Linked DNA regions of Mus musculus: region 2 is linked to region 1. A link is a contact called in public HiChIP or PLAC-seq data. All regions are on one chromosome and are shown on one strand. The core of a region is the stretch at or near the end of the contact, and the rest is flanking DNA. Distances in the headings are between cores, read along the strand shown. Region 1 has its middle 31 kb from the start of 4930519F16Rik. Region 2 has its middle 24 kb from the start of Tsx.

Region 1 (5,568 bases), core at 1,792-4,291:
ATCACCTTAGAAATACTTAATCTCAAAGTCAATAATTGGATCATAATTTCTCCTAACATGATGCATCTTGAACAATGAAACATGCACTAATTCCTTCTCCCAAAGAGGAACTAAGTTGCACACCACATGTGCAACTATGTGGTGGAGAGATGGGAAAGAAAGAGAAGTGTAGCAGCTTGATGTTAGATAATTATCAAAAGAAGAAATGCAATGAGCCAATAAATAATTGAAAAACTTAACATCCTTGGCCATCAGGGAATTCTAATGAAAACTGCCTTAAGATGCTATCACATCCCAGTCAAAATGTCTGTAATCAAGAAAACAAATGACATGGGCTGAGGTGTAGCCTGGTTGTCAAGGACTTGCCTAGCATGTGTGAGGTAAAACCAGATAGACAGACAGGGGGGAGAGAGAGGGGGGGAGGGAGAGGAGGGGGAGAGAGAGAGAGAGAGAGAGAGAGGAAGAGAGAGAGAGGAAGAGAAGAGGGCATCGGATTACATAAAAGCAGATGTGGTGCACACCTTTAATCCCAGCACTTGGGAGGCAGAGGCAGGTGAATTTCTGAGTTCGAGGCCAGCCTGGTCTACAAAGTGAGTTCCAGGACAGCCAGGGCTACACAGAGAAACCCTGTCTCAAAAAAACAAAAACAAAAACAAAAAAACCCAAAAACCCAAAACCAGATGTAAAGACAAAGAAAGAGGTCAGAGACTAAGGAGAGGCAGGGAATGTGGGAGGCAGATGGGGAGGGGAATCTGTTTTTATTGAACAAAGTATAACAACACATGTATGACAATGCCATGATCAAATTCATTTTTAGTATGTAAGTTCACTTAAAAAATGGAAAAGCAGCCGGGCGCAGTGGTGCACGCCTTTAATCCCAGCACTTGGGAGGCAGAGGCAGGTGGATTTCTGAGTTCAAGGCCAGCCTGGTCTACAAAGTGAGTTCCAGGACAGCCAGGGCTACACAGAGAAACCCTGTCTTGAAAAACTAAGAAAACCAAACAAACCAAAAAAACCCAGGTGTTTACAGAATGGCAGGCTTGTTCAACAAACACCAGTCCCTGTAATTTAGCAACAAATGTTTTTAACCCCAGAATACTTTCTCCAGCTCCCTTTATGTGTTTGTTCTTATACCTCATCATTGTGTTTCATTATGTAAAGATTAAATCGAAAGTATAAGCTAGACAGTCAAATAAAAATCTGCATATAGTTAATATCTGCTTATTTTTATGGGCTAGTTAGTAATGGAATTCTCTGACACTGGTATTTCAAAAACTTAACACAATTCTGAGAATTTTTCATTAAACTTAGACAAGTCCTTTACAATGTGTAACATATACACTATTTTCTCTCTTCTCTGGTGCAGTATATAATTCTAGAGTACTTAAAAATTTAATCACATGCTGTCCCTCCAGTTATAGCTCCATCATTTTACACACACACACACACACACACACACACACACACACACACACACACGTATAAGAGCATATCTTCTACAGAAGAATATCAGCTGTGATTTAAATTATTATATTATGTAAACAGAGGAGGAAAGCAGAATTAATTTTTTCCAAGTGTCAATGATGTAGAAATATCCTTCCTCAAGGCAGTAAAATCCTGATAAAGTGTTTACTTCTGTTAATTCTCACGGCAATTAGTGTTTAATAGGAATGCTAAAACTATAACCTTACAGTCAGTCAGGCTTTACTAAATAAAAGAAAGAAGATGAGAAAAAGTCATAGATATCAGTCTCCTACTTAAATTAATGTCTTTGGAGCCATGGTCCCAAAATGAGGGCTATGCTGGTTCTTTTTCGTGACCGAGTGCCACATCATTCCAAATAGCTACAAAGTTTGACATTAGTTCCAGAAACCCCAAACTTTGGCCAAAGTGGCAAACATTCATGTAAGTGACCATACAGCGTTGTATGAAAATTTTTTTTTGGTTCTGTAACTATCATACGTAAGGATGAAGAGCAATTTGGCAAGCCAGGTAAGAATCAAAGGAAACAGACTGGAGGGATGGCTCAGTGGTTAGGAGCTCTTGTTGCTCCTGCAGCATGCTGGCCTTTGTCTCCCAGCACCCACATGGCAGCCCCAGCTGCCTGTACTTTTAGTCCCAGGCTAACCAATGCCTTCTTCTGGCCTCCTTGGGCACCAGGCACACATGCAGCATAAAAAGCAAACACATCAAATAAAAGCAAGTAAGTCTTCTTGTAATGACCCTCAATGAGTTACTAGGCTGGATTTTTGAAGGACTTCCAGTTTTAAGAAAACTGATACTGATGAATTGCCAATTACCAACAATGGATCAGGACGTAGAAACAGTTTTCCTGTTATGAAACAATTTGCGATTTTTAAACTATCTTTTAATATACAAAGAAAACCTGTTTCTACTACAGATCAGTTGTTTTTAAGAAGGAGAATTTGTGCAAACATCAAGAAAAGCCACACAAGCTACAGCTGAAATTGTCAGCAGAGAACTCTCTTGAAAGTCCATTTACTCCACTGCCAAATCTTGGGGAGGGGTGGAGTTTGTTTGTTTTGGATTTACACAGAGATTGCTATCAAGCTTTTCCTGATCTTTAAACAATTCTGCTTAGAATCACTGTTATCTTTCTCCACACTGATAAGAATTGCCACACAGTTCTTTCAGTTCAGCGATTGCTCAGGGTCTCTGGCAAGTACTGAGGGAATGATACGGTCTCAAAGCCTCCTGGAGTCTTTTCACATAGCCATGGGACTATCCTGGTGTCTTTTAGGACCAAAAGACTCCCATCCAAATGCCTGTGCTTACAGACTTCATCTTGATTGCCCTTTAATCTCTCCGAGTTGTCTGCCCGCCAGCAAACAAAGACCCTGGAAATCTGCTCTGGCCCTCCTACAAAGACAAAGTAAACCAGTCTGGAATACTCCAGTTCCTGTCACCTTCCAGTTCAGTTCACTGCCCAATTCAACATGCAATTTTCCCACCACAAATAGAGCCCACTCTTTGAGGAATTCTATTGATTACAACTTCTAAGTGTATGTGACAGACCTCATCTGTTTCCAGCAACAAACCAAAGCTGGTGGTTTCCACAGTCCCTCTACAGAGGCTCAGTAATTTTGCAGGAGCATTTCAGTGCCAACATTCCCAAAGACAAAGGCCTCTCTCCTTCACTAAGGCATATTGCCTACAGACAGACTGTTAGAATAGCTGTAAACTCCCATTAAGAGAAAACTTACTCTGGTTGAAAGAATAGACTCTCTGGCCTGGGTAGAGACATAAAATCCCAGTTGTGCTAGGTAAATCACCCAGCTAAGGCCCATTCCTAGGAACTTGGACTTACCTTAAGGCATGCTAAAGAAATAGGCTAAAGAATTTTTTTCGTTAATGAACTACTGTATTTCTCTTTCCCAGAATTCCCAGCTCCTTCCCTCAGAGCAACCCCTATGGGCCACCATGACGTTCCACTGAGTCTGGCGACCTTCAGATATACAACTTCTGCTTTTTCTTTCTTTCCTGTCTCCTTCAGATGCTGGCCAGATCCTCAGTACTTTTTTTTTCTGACGTTTTGGGCCTCCTCGCTCTTTCTCTAAAGCTCCTCTCCTCAACGTGTGTCTGACTAAGCTCCATAACAACCTCAATCACGTGGCTTTTCCCTTCTCTCCTGCCTTCTCCTCTGGGCAGCTGCTACCGGTTACGGCTTGCCTGACATGGATTTTTTTTTAACTCCAATAAAACTGTCCTCGAGCTTCCATTTGAGTCCATCTTAAATGCTTTTGTTAAGGAAACTAAGAACCCCAAGAGAGGGCCCCATTTTCCTCCAAATCATCTGCCTGTATTTTCTGCAAGTCTCTAAAATCAAAAACGGAGGTTCCCATAACAAAGCACAGCCTTCCTGAGTAATTAATGCAGATGAAACCAACTGCAATTCTTTCCATGAATTCATGAAGTACTGTAGACTTGCCAGCTGAAATAACTCTAAGAATTCCCCCACCATCATTCACTGTCATGTTGTCAAGGTTTCGTGACAGGAGACCCTCAAGGTGCTGGGCTCTCACAGAGGATTGTGCCTTTTAAGCTTCTAGAAAGAGGAAGTGCAAGCCAGGGCATTCCACAGCTGGCACCTGTAGGCCACAGCTTGGTAGACTAAAGCAAACAAGGATGAGAGCCTCCGAGACTGATAATAAGATTGGAGTGGAGAACTTCACACTGACAATCGCAGAAAGCCACAAGGAAGCGTCTTCGGAAAGACAGAACGCCTCATTTTCCTGACGCAAAATTAGGTTGTTGATGGTGACTAATCTGCAGGAGCATAGCGGGTACTTCACAGACACCAGCCCCTATTGAGAATTTCGCAAGCAGATGTGGACCTCAAATGTTTCAGCCAAATGCTTCTTGCCACATTTCAAAGTACACTGTTGTTAGAAGGGGGACAACACTCCAGCTACAATCGTACATCATTGTTGCTAGATTTTCAGTGAGAACGCGACATTGGTTGATCTGCAGGGCTGGACCTGAGGTACTGTTTGAAGGCTGAGAGCACTGCAACATTACAGCTTGGCTGCAGCACTCAGTGGCGCTCCGCATTGGTTGCCCTGACAACCTCACCTCGACGCCCATGGGGGGTGGGGGACGGGGGGTGGGGGTGGCGCTCAGCAGACCTAAAGCGCTGCCACTGCGTGTCACAAGGCACGGAGGCCAGAAAGCTAGCTAGTATTGACACGTGGTCTTTCAATGCGCGGATACATGTCACTTCTCTGTTTACTTATTTGCGTCAATTAGATTTATTTAAGCATTGTTCTGTAGATTTCAGGACTTAAGTGTTTCGTGTGTGTGCGCGTGTGTTTATGATGAGGCCTTAAAGGAAAAATTGAGGTTTCCCTGAAGAGAATTTTGCCCCTGTGACATGCAATGCCAGCTTCAAAACACTGCTACCGATTTTGGTGCTGATTTCTGAGTTGGTTCAGGGTTTTGTTTTTTCCTGGAAATTACTAATTTCAGTGCTAAAAAGGGCAAAAAAGCATCCATTCCATGGTGATGCAATAGAGATATACAACATACTCTTTAGTCAAATATTAATAAAAGGCAAGATCTGGATGCCTATATAATGATCTCTTAAAATATCTTTCCAAAAAATAATGATTATAGTGAGATTAGCTTTCTTCTGGCTGCATTGAGAAAAGTAAGAAAATGGGGCTGGAGAGATGGCTCAGTGGCTAAGAGCACTGACTGCTCTTCCAGAGGTCCTGAGTTCAAATCCCAGCAACCACATGGTGGCTCACAGCCATCTGTAATGGGATCTGATGCCTTCTTCTGGTGTGTCTGAAGACAGCTGCAGTGTACAAATGTAATACAATAAATAAATAACTCTTTTTAAAAAGAGAGAAAAGTAAGAAAAGAAGCTGATGAGCACAGAACTATTTGATGATCTAAAATAATCTAAAATAATGCAAAAAAAAAAAAAGCTCTCTGGACAGGATTCATTGTCCTTTCAAGAGAAAAAACACAACTCAACAAATCAAGCAAACAAGAAATGTAACTCAATACAAGACCACATAAAATGAGCCCACAACAAGTATAATA
Region 2 (5,089 bases), core at 1,522-4,021, 150 kb after region 1:
CAGGTCTTCAAACTTGGGGGCAAGTGTTTGTAATTGCTCAGCCATCTCAGTGGCCCTCAATTCACTTTTATATACTCATTTTGTATCCTATAACTTTACAGCTGAATTACCTGAGTTGTATGGTGTGTGTGTATGTGTGTGTGTGTGTGTGTGTATGTGTGTGTAGACTTTCGTAAGTCCCCCACATAAATAATCATGGCATTTGTGAGCAGAGTACTCCAGTCAGTTACAATTCAGATATTAAAAAAAAAAAAAGTAATAAAGTAAAACAGGGTCTTTAGCCCAGGGTAACGTTGAATTGTGATCCTCTAGCTTCTACGTCCTGAGTATCAGGGTCATAGGCTTGTACCACTATTGGGATTGCACATAGGGCTTTATGCATTCTAGAGAAAAGCATTCTACAGACTGTGGTACAGTCCCAGCCCTGGATTCCTTTTCTTCCCCAACTGTTCTGCACAGGACCATCAATTCTATTAGGATTGGAATCTAAGAGAGCAAACATTCTTGGTTCCTTCATCTTATTAAAGGGAAAGCACTCAATTTTTCACCATTGACCATGTTAGCTGTGGGCTTTTTCAATGTGGCCCTTATGTACTCAGACAATTTCCTCCTATTCCTGGTTTACCGAGAGTTTTTAATCATGAGTACACTGAGTTTTTCCAAGTGTTTTTTTTTTAATTTATTTATTTGTTATATGTAAGTACACTGTAGCTGTCTTCAGATGCACCAGAAGAAGGCATCAGATCTCATTATGGATGGTTGTGAGCCACCATGTGGTTGCTGGGATTTGAACTCACGACCTTCAGAAGAGCAGTTGGTGCTCTTAACCGCTGAGCCATCTCCCCAGCCCCGTGGGTTTTTTTGTTTGTTTGTTTGTTTGTTTGTTTGTTTTTGTTTTAATGCTATCAAGATGATCGTCATTGTATTGTGGTGATATCGTGTTCATTGATTTTTGTATGTTGAATCATTCTTGCATTCCATGAGTAAATCCCACCTGGATATTTTAATTCCATCAAACTCGGGTTATGGATATTGTAATGATGATGATCATCAGGGATGTGGGCTATAAATTTTTAACTTTCTTTTGTGTCTCTTTCTGGCTTTGATATCAGGATCACTCTGGCATCATGAATTGAGTTAGATAGCATCCCTTCTGCTTCGGCTCTTGAGAGATTTTAAGCATTGACTGATTGTAAGGTCTCCTTTTGCAAACGTGATTTGAGTTTGTTATTGGTGTAGCTTAGTTTCATCAGCTTCTTAAAAAAAATTTTTTTTCAAGAAAAACAGCATTTTAAAATTTTGTATTTACGCTCGAGCCTTTGTCATTTCTGTTTTCTGCCAAGGTTTTCCTGCAGGTGGTGGTGACTCAGAGATTCCTTCCTTAGGAATGCGCATCTGTAACTCCCCCCACCCCCCAATACACACACCTTTGTGCGGCTTTAGCTTCATTCATTCCATTAGGTTTTAGGTATTATCTTGTATCTTTATCCCATTTCCAGTTGTCTCCTGATACATTCTGCTTGTCTGGCATTGTTTGTCTCTTTATTGGTAGAGGGAGATTCTCCCCACGCATTCCAGGCAGCCTTTGAGCTTCTGATCCTCCTCAGCCTTCCAGATTTGGGGGATTGCAGAGATGCACCGCCAATGACAAGCAAAATCCCTAACTAAATCCCTTCCCCTCACACCCCATTTGTTCTTCTGGAGTGTGCTCTGAAGTGTTAGCTTCCAAATCTTTATGAATGCTCACTTCTTAATGCTATTGATTTTGAGCATCGGTTGTGTTGATGGTGTTGGTCTCCTATTCATGCATGTTGTCTCCGATCAATGACTTCTCTGCCCGTGAAACGAGACTATTCAAGTCCGATTGCATTAAAGGTAGGCTTATTGGGGAACTGCTCTCGGGGAGTTCACTGGCTTCAAGGATTGAGGAGTTGCCATGGGGAGAGGGGAGAGGAGAAAAGGGAAGAAGGGGTGCGCTCGTGCAGAGAGGAGAAGGGTGGGGCGCAAAATGTCTAGATAACATTGGAAAGAACGTCTTGTGGAAGGGCAGCTAAGCCCCTGAACTGGAAAGTTCAAGGTTGGGAACAAGGTATATCAGGCAGGGACTGAACGCTGCTAGTAGAACCTGGAAGCCAGGTCTGCATTGATATGTAAAATAAGCACTTCTGTCCCTTGTCCGGGGGTCAAAACCAGTCTACCGTTTTGTTTTGTTTTAGCACTTTTACCATGTTAATCATAATTAGATGTACCATCTAATCCTTGCAGATGTCTACCACGCCTGAATTTGGTTCTGATCTGTATTTTCTAGCTGAGATTTTTTTGTTTTAGTAAGCTTTACATACAGTGTTTGATGTGGTTGAAAATGAGGGCTATACCATGTGTCCACTGTTTGATACAGCCAGAGGGATCCCAGGTTGGAGAATGTTCCAAGTGTCTTTATTTTTCCTAATTTGTTGCTTTGGTTGCTCTAGAGACTTCTTGAATTAGTTCTGAGTTGTATGACACGTTATTGTATTTCTCTGATATTACAGGAGGCCTTGATGGTGGCAGGGTGTTCATTAGCTGTATCTATGCCACTCAACTGTGGTCATCACAGCGATTCTTCTTGGGTCTTGTACAGTTTTCCTTCCCGTCGGTTAAGCAGAAGCGTGGTGGGCTAGAATTGGGCTTTTTTTTCCCTCCCTTCAGGTCGGTTTGAGTCTTATGAAAGCTAAGGTGGGGCAATGTTCGAGCTCAGGAGTTGCATGTCAGCCTGGGGATTAAGGGACTCAGTTACTTGAATTTCTAATGAGTCACGTTTGTCTGAGGCTGAAGCTAGGAGAGCAGACTGCTATGGGGGTGTTTCAGAATGCTTCCTTTTCTCTTTCTGTTCCAATCCCTATGGAGATCATTTTCACTAAAAAACATGCTCTAGGGCTCCTATGAAGAAAAGTCACAAAAGTGTATTGCTCGCTGGATATAGCCTGGATTATCTTATTATTAAATTTATTCAAACAAACCTTCCAAGAAAGCGTCAGTTTGTTTTCCTGTGTTCACACTGTCTGTGGACAGGAGCTGTTTTCTCACTCATCAGCAAGTCGCTGCTCTCTCTAAGAGACTTTGTAATTTGGGGAATGTTATTTCCCTGATAGAGTCGAAGAAATTGTTCATTTTATTCAATTTTTTTTGTGATGCTAAAAATGATGGCTTTGGCCTGGTGTGGTGGTTTTTTTAATGGTGTTTTTGTTTTTTAATAACACACTGGGTCCCGTTTGTGCCAACCAACCATATATGCATGGAGATGGGGTCATCCATTGCAGGTTGATGGATCTATCAGAGGGCCACACCATTAACTCCCAATGGCTCCTCAGCGGTAGATCGAGTACCTCCCCTAGTATTGGAATCACAGCTGCTGTGAGCTCCTGAGCACCGGTCCTGTCACTGCTGCTTAACCCCCAGCCCAGATGGCCCCTGTCTTAAGTGATTTTCTCTGAGGTTTGCATGTAACTGTGTGATATAGATGCTCCATTTAGAACTGAGCACCCTTCACACTCTACAGATACTATTCTCTCCATTTTGACCACATCAAAGCCCTGGTCACTACACAAAGAAGTGTCTCTGGGGAGGTCTGAGAGCTACCCTAATCCATGGGTCTAGAAGTATTCATTTAAAAGATCATTTATTTGTTCGTTTCTTTATTTACTTAATGTATATGTGTTCTCTGTCTTCATGGACAATGAAAGAGGAAATTAGATCCCATTGTAGATGGTTGTGGGCCACCATGTGCTTTGAGCCACCATGTGGTTGCTAGGAATTGCATTCAGGTGCTCTGGAAGAGCAAGCAGCCAGTGCTCTCAACCACTGAGCCAGCCTCTCCCGTTGGAGGTCTGTATTTAGAGAGGAGTTAGACGATGTGTCTGATAAGCAAAATAATAATGGATGGTCCACCACTATCACCCCAAGGGTCTTTGAGTGTCCAAGTTGTGGGTTCTTGGTCAGATTTACAGCACCCATTTTTTTTAACTGTCTTTTTAATGTTTCTTTTATGTCAGTATTTACAAGTATAAATTTCCTATTACAACTATTACTCCATGCTACAACTTCTGGTCTGCTGCTACTTTGAGATGCTTTTATCCATCTTCATATTTTATAATTTCCCTTCTTTCATTCTTTGGATGTTTAGGCAAATTGTATTTCGATGCATTTGTGAATTTTCCCTATATCTTTTTGCTTTTATTTCTAGTATAATTCTATGTGGTTAAGTTCTTTTTTTATTTTTAAATTTGTTTTTGAGAATTTATGAGAGCTATATTCATATTGTTTTCCCTAGAGGTATGTGTATAAAGATCATTTATTTACTTGTTTATTTACTCAATCTATATGTGTTCTCTGTCTTCATGGACAATGAAAGAGAGAATCAGATGCCATTATAGAGGGTTGCGGGCTACCATGTGCTATGAGCTAGCATATGGTTGCTGTATACATGTATATATGTATACATGTGTGTGATGTGTTACAACTTGCTGTGTTTCAATTCAACCTTTTAATATTTATCGAGGACCTCTGACAAGAAGCTGTGGGACTGTTGGAATGAGTTTCCCTAAGAGTGAAAAAAGAAACATATGTAAACAAAATAGAACGGAGCTAACAGCCCAAAAATGTATCCATGCTAATCCAGTCTGATTTGAAATGCCTTTAATTGGAGTTACATATAAACTATAGTATAGATCACTGCAGAGGACTGCATCCATCTAAAGTCATCCAAGGTACTACAAATATTTGTATTTGTAAAAATATGACCAACCAAGCTCCTTTTTATGGCTTTAAGTCTGTAGCACAAACCTGGGCTTATACTGCCACCTAGTGACCAAATAGCAAAACACCAAACACTGAACTTGTTTTTCTGGAGTCTAGCTGAATAGAGGCTGGCTGAAAAATGGAGCAGTCTAGGTAGAATTCTATCATTGCAGAGGATACTGGGCCAGCACCAGGTTTAGCACATCCCGAGGAAACACTTGGTTTTTGCCCTAGGATACAGTCTTCCCTGAAGACCGAGCCTACAATGAGAAGCTTGCTTTCCTACTGTTATGCCTTTGTATTGTTCTGTGTT

What was found. HiChIP or PLAC-seq counts read pairs in DNA pulled down with a chosen protein or histone mark.
Region 2: a contact with region 1 is called in an H3K27ac HiChIP or PLAC-seq map of embryonic stem cells, with 9 times the contacts expected there. The contact joins two enhancer-like sites. A contact is called at or near these places in 9 of 39 promoter capture datasets (the 3T3-L1 cell line, cranial neural crest, embryonic stem cells and 4 more), 2 of 15 datasets of contacts at CTCF or cohesin (CD8 T cells and stem cell-derived epiblast-like cells), 47 of 484 Hi-C or Micro-C datasets (CD8 T cells, ECoMG-derived neutrophils, the G1E-ER4 cell line and 11 more), 20 of 115 datasets of contacts at active chromatin or transcription factors (astrocytes, embryonic stem cells, epiblast stem cells and 2 more) and 3 of 9 other capture datasets (adipose tissue, liver and pancreatic islet).

What each region holds. Positions count from the first base shown.
Region 1 is chrX:103,284,545-103,290,112 of GRCm38.p6, forward strand. It overlaps the pseudogene Gm19200. Among named protein-coding and RNA genes, the nearest start is that of 4930519F16Rik, 31 kb to the left of the region's middle. Within about 2 kb of position 3,042, at least 28 of the 459 cell types and tissues checked have an H3K27ac peak or open chromatin away from gene starts, as enhancers often do. A contact at or near this core is called in embryonic stem cells, where this site is marked.
Region 2 is chrX:103,436,175-103,441,263 of GRCm38.p6, forward strand. It overlaps Tsix. Among named protein-coding and RNA genes, the nearest start is that of Tsx, 24 kb to the left of the region's middle. Within about 2 kb of position 2,772, at least 8 of the 459 cell types and tissues checked have an H3K27ac peak or open chromatin away from gene starts, as enhancers often do. A contact at or near this core is called in embryonic stem cells, where this site is marked.